Regions from separate parts of the Ovis aries genome. Here region 2 is linked to region 1. A link is a contact called in public Hi-C data. All regions are on one chromosome and are shown on one strand. The core of a region is the stretch at or near the end of the contact, and the rest is flanking DNA. Distances in the headings are between cores, read along the strand shown.

Evidence for each region. A called contact is a pair of places that touch in the nucleus more often than the background predicts.
Region 2: a Hi-C map of hypothalamus shows a contact between it and region 1, with 6 times the contacts expected there. The contact joins two enhancer-like sites. A contact is called at or near these places in 5 of 16 Hi-C or Micro-C datasets (hypothalamus, liver, mixed tissues and 1 more).

What each region holds. Positions count from the first base shown.
Region 1 is chr9:51,688,224-51,693,363 of ARS-UI_Ramb_v3.0, reverse strand. No RefSeq gene overlaps it. Among named protein-coding and RNA genes, the nearest start is that of HNF4G, 3.9 kb to the left of the region's middle. Within about 2 kb of position 2,718, at least 10 of the 54 cell types and tissues checked have an H3K27ac peak or open chromatin away from gene starts, as enhancers often do.
Region 2 is chr9:51,850,970-51,856,109 of ARS-UI_Ramb_v3.0, reverse strand. No RefSeq gene overlaps it. Among named protein-coding and RNA genes, the nearest start is that of HNF4G, 160 kb to the right of the region's middle. Within about 2 kb of position 2,344, at least 6 of the 54 cell types and tissues checked have an H3K27ac peak or open chromatin away from gene starts, as enhancers often do.

The sequences.
Region 1 (5,140 bases), core at 1,469-3,968:
AGACAGCCCAAGCATAAGAATAACTATTAACCGGCTGTATTTATTATGCAAATCTTTCAAGGATGTGTTGTTTAAAGATCACCAATGGTCATTCTCAAAAAATATTTCCACATACTTGGATAATGAGTGTAGGTTGTCTTACTCTTGCCAAAATAGAAATATACAGTTCCCATAAAAGGCTGAAAAGTCTGAGTTAGAAACTGTCCATGCCTGTTCTCAGAAACTTTGATGCCATTTGACATCTGTATTTCCCTGCAGAGAAACCAGAGTCTCCGTTTATTTCGCTTTTAACAATCCCTAATGTCAGTGGGTTCGATTTGGGATGATCAATTTCTCATCCATGTGTGGTAGAATCGCTAATCTACCAGGAAATGATCATCATATATTCTGTATCAACAATTATTTTTACACAATATGTAAAACCTCTGCCAGAGAATTTTATTGTCACAAGGATTTTGACTAATAAGGGAAATAACAGTACATTCAAGGAAGTATATAAACTCTTAAGACAGTTATTATCTAAGGGAAGTATCGGGGCTTCCCAGATGGCTTAGCGGTAAAGAATCCGCCTACCAAGCAGGAGAGGAGGGTTCCATCCCTGGGTGGGGAAGATCTCCTGGAGGAGGAAATGACAACCCACTCTAGTATTCTTGCCTGGAGAATCCTGTGGACAGAGGAGCCTGGCAGGCTACAGTCGAGTCACAGAGTCGGAGGCGACTGAACACGCACAGAGGAAGCATTGCGTCTGTTCAACTTAGAAAAATCTGTATGAGTGTAACACTGCCAGTCCTCTCTCACTCGCAGCAAGTAGGGAGTGGTTTCAGGTAATTAAACAGACAAATAAGCGACTCTGTGAACTAAAGGAAAGTATGAGAGGTTGACTCAGCTACAGCTTTGGCAGTTTTTACTAAATCAACCAATGTCAACTGACCCAGCTTTAGAGCATCACTTATATTGTTCCTGAAACTAATTTATTACGATTCTCCATGGCATGGGTTTATGATGCTGAGAATGAAAAATGTGCTCTATGGAGAGTAGTCTCTCCTGACCTGACACATGGCAGGGGTAGGGGTGGGCGGAACAACAAGAGAAGGAAGAGATCGGAATAATTTTTTAGGGCAAGGTTTTCCGAAAATACAAAGTTCTGTTTCAATAGTTAGTATTTAGGGAGAAATCACACACATATGTGTTTATGTCATATCTGCTTTTAATCTGAAATTAAACACCGCAAAGTGGCCTCATAAAATTCTTTGCCTGGCTTTCCTGTTAAATGTCTTGTTTAACCTGGGCTTTTCCTTTTTGCTTTGATCAACTTTTTTACACGATTTTTTTCCCCCTTCCCAATGCCACCAGACCGTCTGGATAAAAATTCCGGGTTTTCCCAGAAGCGCTTCTGATACTATGAATGGAAAGCTGTGGCCTCTGGCAGAGCGGTGGGGAGGGCATGCGCGGGCGGGCGAAACCTGCGGGGAAAAGGTCTTGCAGATCTCAGCTCCTAGAGGCCCTGTCTCCGAGGGCAGCTCCACGCCCTCCGCCTAAACAGAAACCTTCCCCAGACGGGAGGTGTCCACTTCCTGCCCAGGTGCTCCACCTCTGTTGACCCGGTGTCACAGCCGTCGCACCCATATTGGAGCCGGCCACCGCCTGGGAGGGCGCAGTTAGCGGCGATGACCGCCCACCCGCACGCACGCTTCCCTGCCCGGGGTTAAAATTAAAAAGGAAAACTAAAAAACTCGCACAGTTCTCCACCTGCCGGTCCTTTCTGGATTGGGCAAAGCTCAGAGACCCCTTCTAAGCCACTCAGATGTAAAGAACCGCAGGCGGGATGTGGCCACGGGGTTTTCAGGGGCAATTCTAAGGCTGGAGCTGAGCTCAGCGCATCCCCCAACTCAACCTTTGGGGCTACGTTTGACCCTGGGGGCGAATCAACGGATAAAGCAGCTTCCGCCAGAATTTCAAAAACTCCCTGGACTCCACTGAATGTTTTTTGCATCAGAAGTAAAGGATTCCAGTCAGTAGGACTGGCGTGGGGGTCGGGGGTTGGGGAGAGGAGGGCGCCGCAGGTGGAGGTGGGGTGTGTGTGTATGAGAGGAACATTCTAAAGCCATCCTATCTTGGAGTGTAGGGCTCGGGGCTTTTTCTCCCGCCGCCGCTCACTGCCCAGTAACCCAGTCTCTCTCCGGAAAAGCACAGCCCTTTGGTCCCTAGCGCAGTCCTAAGCGAGGCACTGCCGAAGCTTTAAAGCTGCGAGGCCCCCGACTGTGGGAAAGGGGATGCTAAGCCATTTCATCGCCGCCGACCCTGCCTAGTAGCTTCAGTGAGGTCTGCCCCTCCCGCCTGGAGCAGTAGCAGAGTTTGTCTCCGAATCCCGGGCTTTGGTATCCTCGTCTGTATTTGCTTTGTCAGACTTTTCACCGGGCACCCGTCTTTAATGCCTTGAATTTAAAGTGGAAAAACACTCTCCTCTTCCCTAAATCTGCAGAATGGGCAGATTAAACACGGAGGAGGGGGGCTGATTAGTGTTCCCCCCAGCCACAGCATCACCAACACAGTGTAGGTCCTAAAAAGCAACCTCCAGACCCTTGCCTGGCTCTTTGGAGAGCTAGGCTCTTAAAAAACAGACTTCGGAAAAGCTGCAGGCAAGGCCTCCATAGCTAGGCACCCTACTTGCCCACACATTGGCCCACATAAAAATTAGACTTTCTTTTATGGCCTCATCACTAATGAGCACCTAGAGTAAACCCGTGTAAATAAGGCCACAGGACTGTTTCCATTACCTGTTAATCTAAATGAAAAAACCAACATTTCAGATTAAGTGACTCTGCGGACACCTCTGGCTGAGACACTGTCAAAAATCGAACATTCATTAATTCTCAATGTCAACCTAGGGTTCCTGTGCCAAAAAAAAAAAAAAAAAAAGTAAAACTGCTAGGCTGGATCTCTTCCCCAGCTCCTCTCTTTGTAGATTTCCTGCGAAGTATTGACTGCCAAGGTCTCTGCATGATTTGCAAACTTTTACAGTCATTTATGGTACATGCAATAAAAAAGAGGTGATATGAACACGCTAGTTCAAGGTGTAATGCAAAGATATATTCCGTGCCCTTGGCAACTATCTGTGGGACCTATTTGTCTTTGCAGAACACACCCTTCTCTGAAATGAACCCTTCTGTAACAAAGATTGGCCCTTTACATTTCCAGGGCATTGGCCCCTGCATGGAAAGGCATGTGTTCAAACCAGAAATTTTGATTCTTTCTAACTCATTTCAAACCAGGAAAAAAAAAAAAAAAAAGATTCCAATAAAAACTGGGGGAAAAAAAAGAAAAAGAATCTTAAAGTTCTCTACTTCCCTACTCTCTCTTATCATAAAGAAGATAGGGAGGAAAAAAAAGAAAGAAAGAAAATTGATTGCCAAGTTATAATGTAATCTCCAACTGCCCCTTCCATAACAGAGATCCACAGGAACTTCCTTGTTGAGAAAAATAAAAGGATTTAGATTATTCAGAGAAAACACACCATTTTAGATTGTAGGTGCCCAAAAGAGAAAAAAATTGTAAATGTTTTTGCAAAAATACATAGCTAGTCAAATACAGATTTGTTGCTGGATTTTAGTTATACAGTTTTCAATAAAGAAAATAAATTTGCAAGCGTTCTGTTGTTCTACCCTGTAACTGTAGATAAAGACATAAAAGCCTTATTAGAAACTCTACACCCTTTTACCAGTTTTACCAGTCCTTTTTTTTTTTTTTAAGGCTATGTGTGGGAGATTGAGGAAGGTGAAAGAAAAAGAGACTCATTTCCAAAATGTCCTACTTTGAACCAAATCGGTTTTCTCTTCTAGTGTTGCAAATGAGAACAGCTTACACATAGTTTCTGAAAGGCATTCTGAATCCTCTACCTGCCATCTAGTGGACATAAGATAAAATGCTGATTCTAGACATCTTTGAAAGTTTTACGGGTCTTTAGCTGTTTTCTTATTTATAAACCAAAACAAGTCTAAGAAGTGAAAAAGAAAATATAACTTTAAAACTTAAAGGAAATAAAGCAAACAATTGTGTTATGTAAAATAACCACTCAATTGCGTTCCATTTCCTTCTGCTTTTAATAATCAGTGGGGTTATCAATCTTTGCTGAGATGATCAATTTATTACTATACTCACTTTCCTTCTGCATATCCTCTGCACATAGATTTTATGCTGTTTGTCTTTTCAATTAAACTCATTATCAGTTTTTCACCTAGTTGATATTCAAATTTTTTAAAATTCAAAAAGAACTTAATAATATTCCATTTCTATCTGGACTCTTAGAATATCCACAAAAAGGATTCTCCATTTTGTAAGACACAGTGAAAGAGAGAGAGAAAAGAAAGGGATGAAAGAGGGAAGAAAAAAGACAGAGAAAAAAGATTGAGTTAATTGTATACTTGCTTTTGACACTGTGATACGTATTATACTCCTTCAAAACTTAACTTTATCCAATATCAAAAAATAAGTAGGTTAAAATCGAGTTGCTTTATGGCAACTTACATTTCCTTGAGGTTAACATTATAAAATATTGAGCTTATGTAGGAGGTTTGCTGTATGAAATGTTCATTAAATATTAATATCATCACCATGTTTTCATGATAGCTGACTTTTGGGAGAATGTTTGCACTATGCTATGCATTGTTTTATGGGCTTTTAGTCAGTTTACACATTGAGTACTTACAAAAACTCTAAAAGATTTGTATTATTAATATCACTATAGGTGAGGAAGATGAAGACCAGAATTATGAAGCTGGTAAATTCAGAGCTAACCTGGTTCCAAAGTCAAGGCTGGCATTTTCCTTGTCATCCTGACTCTCACAGAGAAAAGAAGCAAAAAGAGACCACTGCAATTCACATTATGAGATAAAATAGATATAACATACATATATGAGGGAAGCCCTTATATGTGTGTGTGTATATATCTGATATAAAATATATATACATTTGTTTGAATATTTAAATTTGGTATGCAAAATATCAGACATCCAAATGAGAAAAAAAACTTAATTACCACTCATAAAACTCAAGTACTAAGAATAATATATACTTATAAGTAAATAACATGTTCATTTACCTCATCCGTTTAGTATAATTTCGCATAATTTGTGACAGATAT
Region 2 (5,140 bases), core at 1,095-3,594, 160 kb before region 1:
CCCTGCTTATTTAACTTCTATGCAGAGTACATCCTGAGAAACGCTAGACTGGAAGAAACACAAGCTGGAATCAAGATTGCCAGGAGAAATATCGATCACCTCAGATATGCAGATGACACCACCCTTATGGCAGAAAGTGAAGAGGAACTCAAAAGCCTCTTGATGAAAGTGAAAGAGCAGAGTGAAAAAGTTGGCTTAAAGCTCAACATTCAGAAAACGAAGATCATGGCATCTGGTCCCATCACTTCATGGGAAATAGATGGGGAAACAGTGGAAACAGTGTCAGACTTTATTTGTTGGGCTCCAAAATCACTGCAGATGGTGACTGCAGCCAAGAAATTAAAAGACACTTACTCTTTGGAAGAAAAATTATGACCAACCTAGATGGTATATTCAAAAGCAGAGACATTACTTTGCCGACTAAGGTCCGTCTCGTCAAGGCTTTGGTTTTTCCTGTGATCATGTATGGATGTGAGAGTTGGACTGTGAAGAAGGCTTAGCGCTGAAGAATTGATGCATTTGAACTGTGGTGTTGGAGAAGACTCTTGAGAGTCCCTTGGACTGCAAGGAGATCCAACCAGCCCATTCTGAAGGAGATCAACCCTGGGATTTCTTTGGAAGGAATGATGCTAAAGCTGAAGTTCCAGTACTTTGGACATCTCATGTGAAGATTTGACTCATTGAAAAAGACTCTGATGCTGGGAGAGACTAGGGGCAGGAGGAGAAGGGGACGACCCAGGATGAGATAGCTGGATGGCATCATGGACTCGATGGATGTGAGTCTGAGTGAACTCAGGGATGGACAGGGAGGCCTGGTGTGCTGCGATTCATGGGGTCACAAGGAGTCAGACACGACTGAGCGACTGAACTGAACTGAGAGCTATTATAGTTATTATCTAAAATTTTCCCTTTAACCTTCATGCTTTAATTATTCAACAACTTATTCTGGTATAGAGGTACAATCTTCTGATTCTATTTGTCACCCTACTCAAAATTCTGTACATTTTCTTTTTCTTTAGATAGAAGAGTGCTTTTTAACAATTATTAAAAGTCAGGTCTACTGGTGATGAATTCCCTCTGCTTTTGTTTAATAGGGAAAAGCCTTTGTTTCATCTACATATCTGAAGGATAACTGCTGGATTCTTGCTTGACAGTTTTCATTTTTCAAAATTTTGAATGTGTCAACAAATTTTTCTGAATGTGTCATTCTACTCTTTCCTGGCTTATAGAGTTTCTGCAGAGAAATCTGCTGATAGAATGATGGGGGAGTCCTTTGCAGGGTACCATCATTTCTTCCCAGACAGCATTTAAAATTCTTTCTTTGTCATTGATTTTTTGACAGTTTTAATATACTATATCTTGAGGAAGGTCTTTTTGCGTGAAGGTAATTAGGTGTTCTCTTAACTTCATGGACTTGTATATCCAGTTTCTTTCCCATATATGGGAAGTTGTCAGCTATTATTTCTTTAAATAAACTGTTTCCTTCTTTTTTTCTCCTCTGGGATAACCATTATCCTTATTTGCCTTGCCTAAGGCAGTTAGATAGTCCTCACAGAATTTCTTCGTTTTTTTAAGATCTTATCTCTCTCTTCTCTTCTACCTGTATTACTTCTAGATTCTTATCTTCGAGCTCACATATTCTGTCTTCCATATTGTCTCTTCTATTTCTAATGCTTTCTAATGCATTCTTCATCTTATTTATTGAGTTCTTCAGCTCCAGAAGAGCTGGAGCTGTTTGGTTCACTTTTAGAGTTTCCATCTTTTTAGTAAAGTATTCCTTCCATTCATAAAATCTTGACAGACAAGTTCATCTAGAGAAATATAGCAACTGAGATTGATTTACATGGAACAGAAGCTGCTAGAGCCATAAACTGGTAGGCGTATCCAAAATAAAATTTGATGAATTTCTGGAGGCGGATTATGGACCTGTTGAATTGTTAGAATCAAGTTTAAAAAGCTTTACCTACAGAAGACAAGTGTCAATACTTAGATGGGCCAACAATGAAACAACATATGGAGCACACACACAAAAAAGGGTAGCATAATATCACAAAAGAAAACGACGGTTATCCAGAAACCAAGGTTAAAGTAGCAGAATACTGTGATCTCACAGAGAATTTAAAATAGCTGTCACAATGAAACAGCAAGCTACAAGAAAACTCAGAAACACAGTTCAATGAGCTCAGGAATAAAATTGCAAGTCAACAGGTTAGTAATTACTTTCTTTTGTTTTTCAGTAGGTGGTGCTATAGCACAAGTTTTGGCTTCTCTTACCCGGCTGCCTTGGAGAATCAGCACTTGGCATCCTCCACAGCCTCTGCAGAGGTATTATTGCTCAGTGTGCCTTCGTCACTTTTTATGCGTCACTGGTTCCTTGCTGCTGCCGGTGTTACTGCTGTTGTTGACGTTGTCGCCGGGCACTGGGAAGCTGGGCACGTCTGCCATGTCCAGTGTCATTGAGTTTCGGGCTCTGCCTCCATGTAGGGCAGGGGCGTCAGGATGGGGGGGTGCTTCTGCCGCATCTGAGGTTGCTGGATTTGCAGGTGCTGCCATTGCAAGTGGTGGTGGCAACACTGCAGGTGACTCCACGGCTGCAGAGCAGTCACTGCTGGCCCTGCCGTAGCCCGGAGGCCAGAGCTGTGTATATTACCTCTCTTGCTTCAACCATGTTCTCTGGGGCTGCAGGCTCAGCCATTGCGGCCAAGGGGCTGGGGTCACAGGTGCCATCTCCGCTGGTACCCAGCTTCTGCCTCCGCGGTGTGATGAGGTCCACTCACCTTTAGAGCAAAAGGTGTGTGGGAGTCTACAGATTCCTAGAATGTTGGGCAGAGAAACTGTTGTTAACTTATGGACTGATTTTATGGTGTCAGTGATTTTATACATTCTTCCTCTGATGAGTCCAGGAAAAGCTGTTGACAACTCAGTTTGCCTAGTTTTTTCTTGTGAGAGGAATGATGACTTCCAATCTCCTTTTATGTATGAGATGAAGCTGAAAGTCCTTCTGTTTTCAGTCTTGCTGTAAGACAGTTTTGGGGGTGAAATAAACATAAATCTATTTCTATTTCAGATAATTCTAGGTTCAAATTCTGCTCCTCCACGTAATGAGTGACTTGAAAAATCTGTATGCAAGTCAAGAAGCAATAGTTAGAACCAGATATGGAACAATAGCTGTACATTGTCATCCTGCTTATTTAACTTATATGCAGACTACAGCATGTGAAATGCCCTGGTTGGATAAGCACAAGCTGGAATCAAGACTGTTGGGAGAAATATCAATAATCTCAGATATGCAAAGGATACCATCCTTATGGCAGAAAGCAAAGAGGAACTAAAGAGCCTCTTGATGAAAGTGAAAGAGGAGAGTGAAAAAGCTGACTTAAAACTCAACATTCAGAAAACTAAGATCATGGCATCTGGTCCCATCACTTCATGGCAAATATATGGGGAACCAATGGAAACAATGACAGATTTTATTTTCTTGGGCCCCAAAATCACTGCATATGGTGACTGCAGCCATGAAATTAAAAGATGCTTGATCCTTGAAAGAAAAGCTATGACCAACCTAGACAGCATATTGAAAAGCAGAGATTTTACTTTGCTGACAAAGGTCCATTTCATCAAAGCTATGGTTTTTCTAGTAGTCATGTATAGATGTCAGATCTGGAACCATAAAGAAATATGAGCACTGAAGGATGAGCACTGAAGGATTGATGTTTTTGAACACTCTTGAGTGTCCCTTGGACTTCAAACCAGTCAATCCTAAAGGAAATCAACCCTGGATATTCATTGCAAGGACTGATGCTGAAGCTGAAGCTCCAACACTTTGGCCACCTGATGAGAAGAACTGACTCATTGGAAAAGACCCTGATGCTGGGAAAGACTGAAAGCAGGAGAAGGGGATGACAGAGAATGAGATGATTGGATGGCATCACTGACTTCATGGACATGAGTTAGAGCAAGCTCCGGGAGTTGGTGATGGACAAGGAAGACTGGACTCTCTCTTCCCTCTCTCTTCCCTCTCTCTTCTCTTCAGCCTGGACTTAGTCATAAAGAGTTGGACACAGCTGAGCAACTGAACTGAACTGAAACAAATTATTCCACCTAGCATCAGTTTCCTCATTTGAAATTAGGCTAAAAATATGTATGTAGAGTGTCTATTGTTGGCAGTACTGCAAACAATACATATTTTCAAACTAAATCTTCTACTGACAACACTAGGAAAAAGAGAGGGAAAAGAGATGCACTTTAAAAGTTTTATTTTAAGGCCATGAAGTAGTGAGGCATTGTATGAATACAAGCTGAGAAAGGAAGCCAAAGAGGGACAGCTTTTTCCCTCCAGATAATTACTAATTCCAGAGGTGGTAACTGAGAAGCTAAGCAGAATTTTTGTTAGATTCGTAGATGGTGGGGCTGAACATTGAGTTCAAGGCCCTACAAGCAAAAGGGGCCAGGAAAATACTCTAGGAGTTCTCTTGAGAACTTGTAGTTTATTCACTACAGCAGGAAGGGTAACTGGATATAAACTAGGCTATTTTAGGCCTTCATCTTCCACTGGATTAGTGTTATGTTGGGATTTATTTGTGTGGCTTTGAGCTAGCAGGACTTGCTAATTTTTATCAATTTTGCTTGAAGGTTATAAATTAAAATCTTGTACTTGTTAGGAGGCTAATAAAAGGGCATGTATATTATAGGGGTGAGGAGTCTCAAAAAGTTGTAATAGCATATTTCAGTGGGCAAAGTAAAAAAGATTTTATCACACAGAGATTTTGAAACTGGTGATTAATATGCAAATTTTTACATATTTGATTCAGTCATTCTTCCTAATATAATTCAAGGTAACAGAATTATGAACAACACTGGGATGAAGCTTAAAGATTAACTGTGCTGCAGGATTTTATTAGTGGGATCTAAATGCCTAACACTTGTTATGGAAGAAAATGTTCAGAAAGTTGAATTTGAGACATCCAGATCTCTATTGGAGATCATTTCTACTTTTTAAACTTTTCCCTTTACTCCACACCATCCAGGATCTAACTTCAATTCTCATTTTTATTTCGTTCTTCCTGCATGCATATTACCTCAGTGCTTGGAATATAATCTATTATATTATATAAATAATCATAGTGCATGTATAATGCAT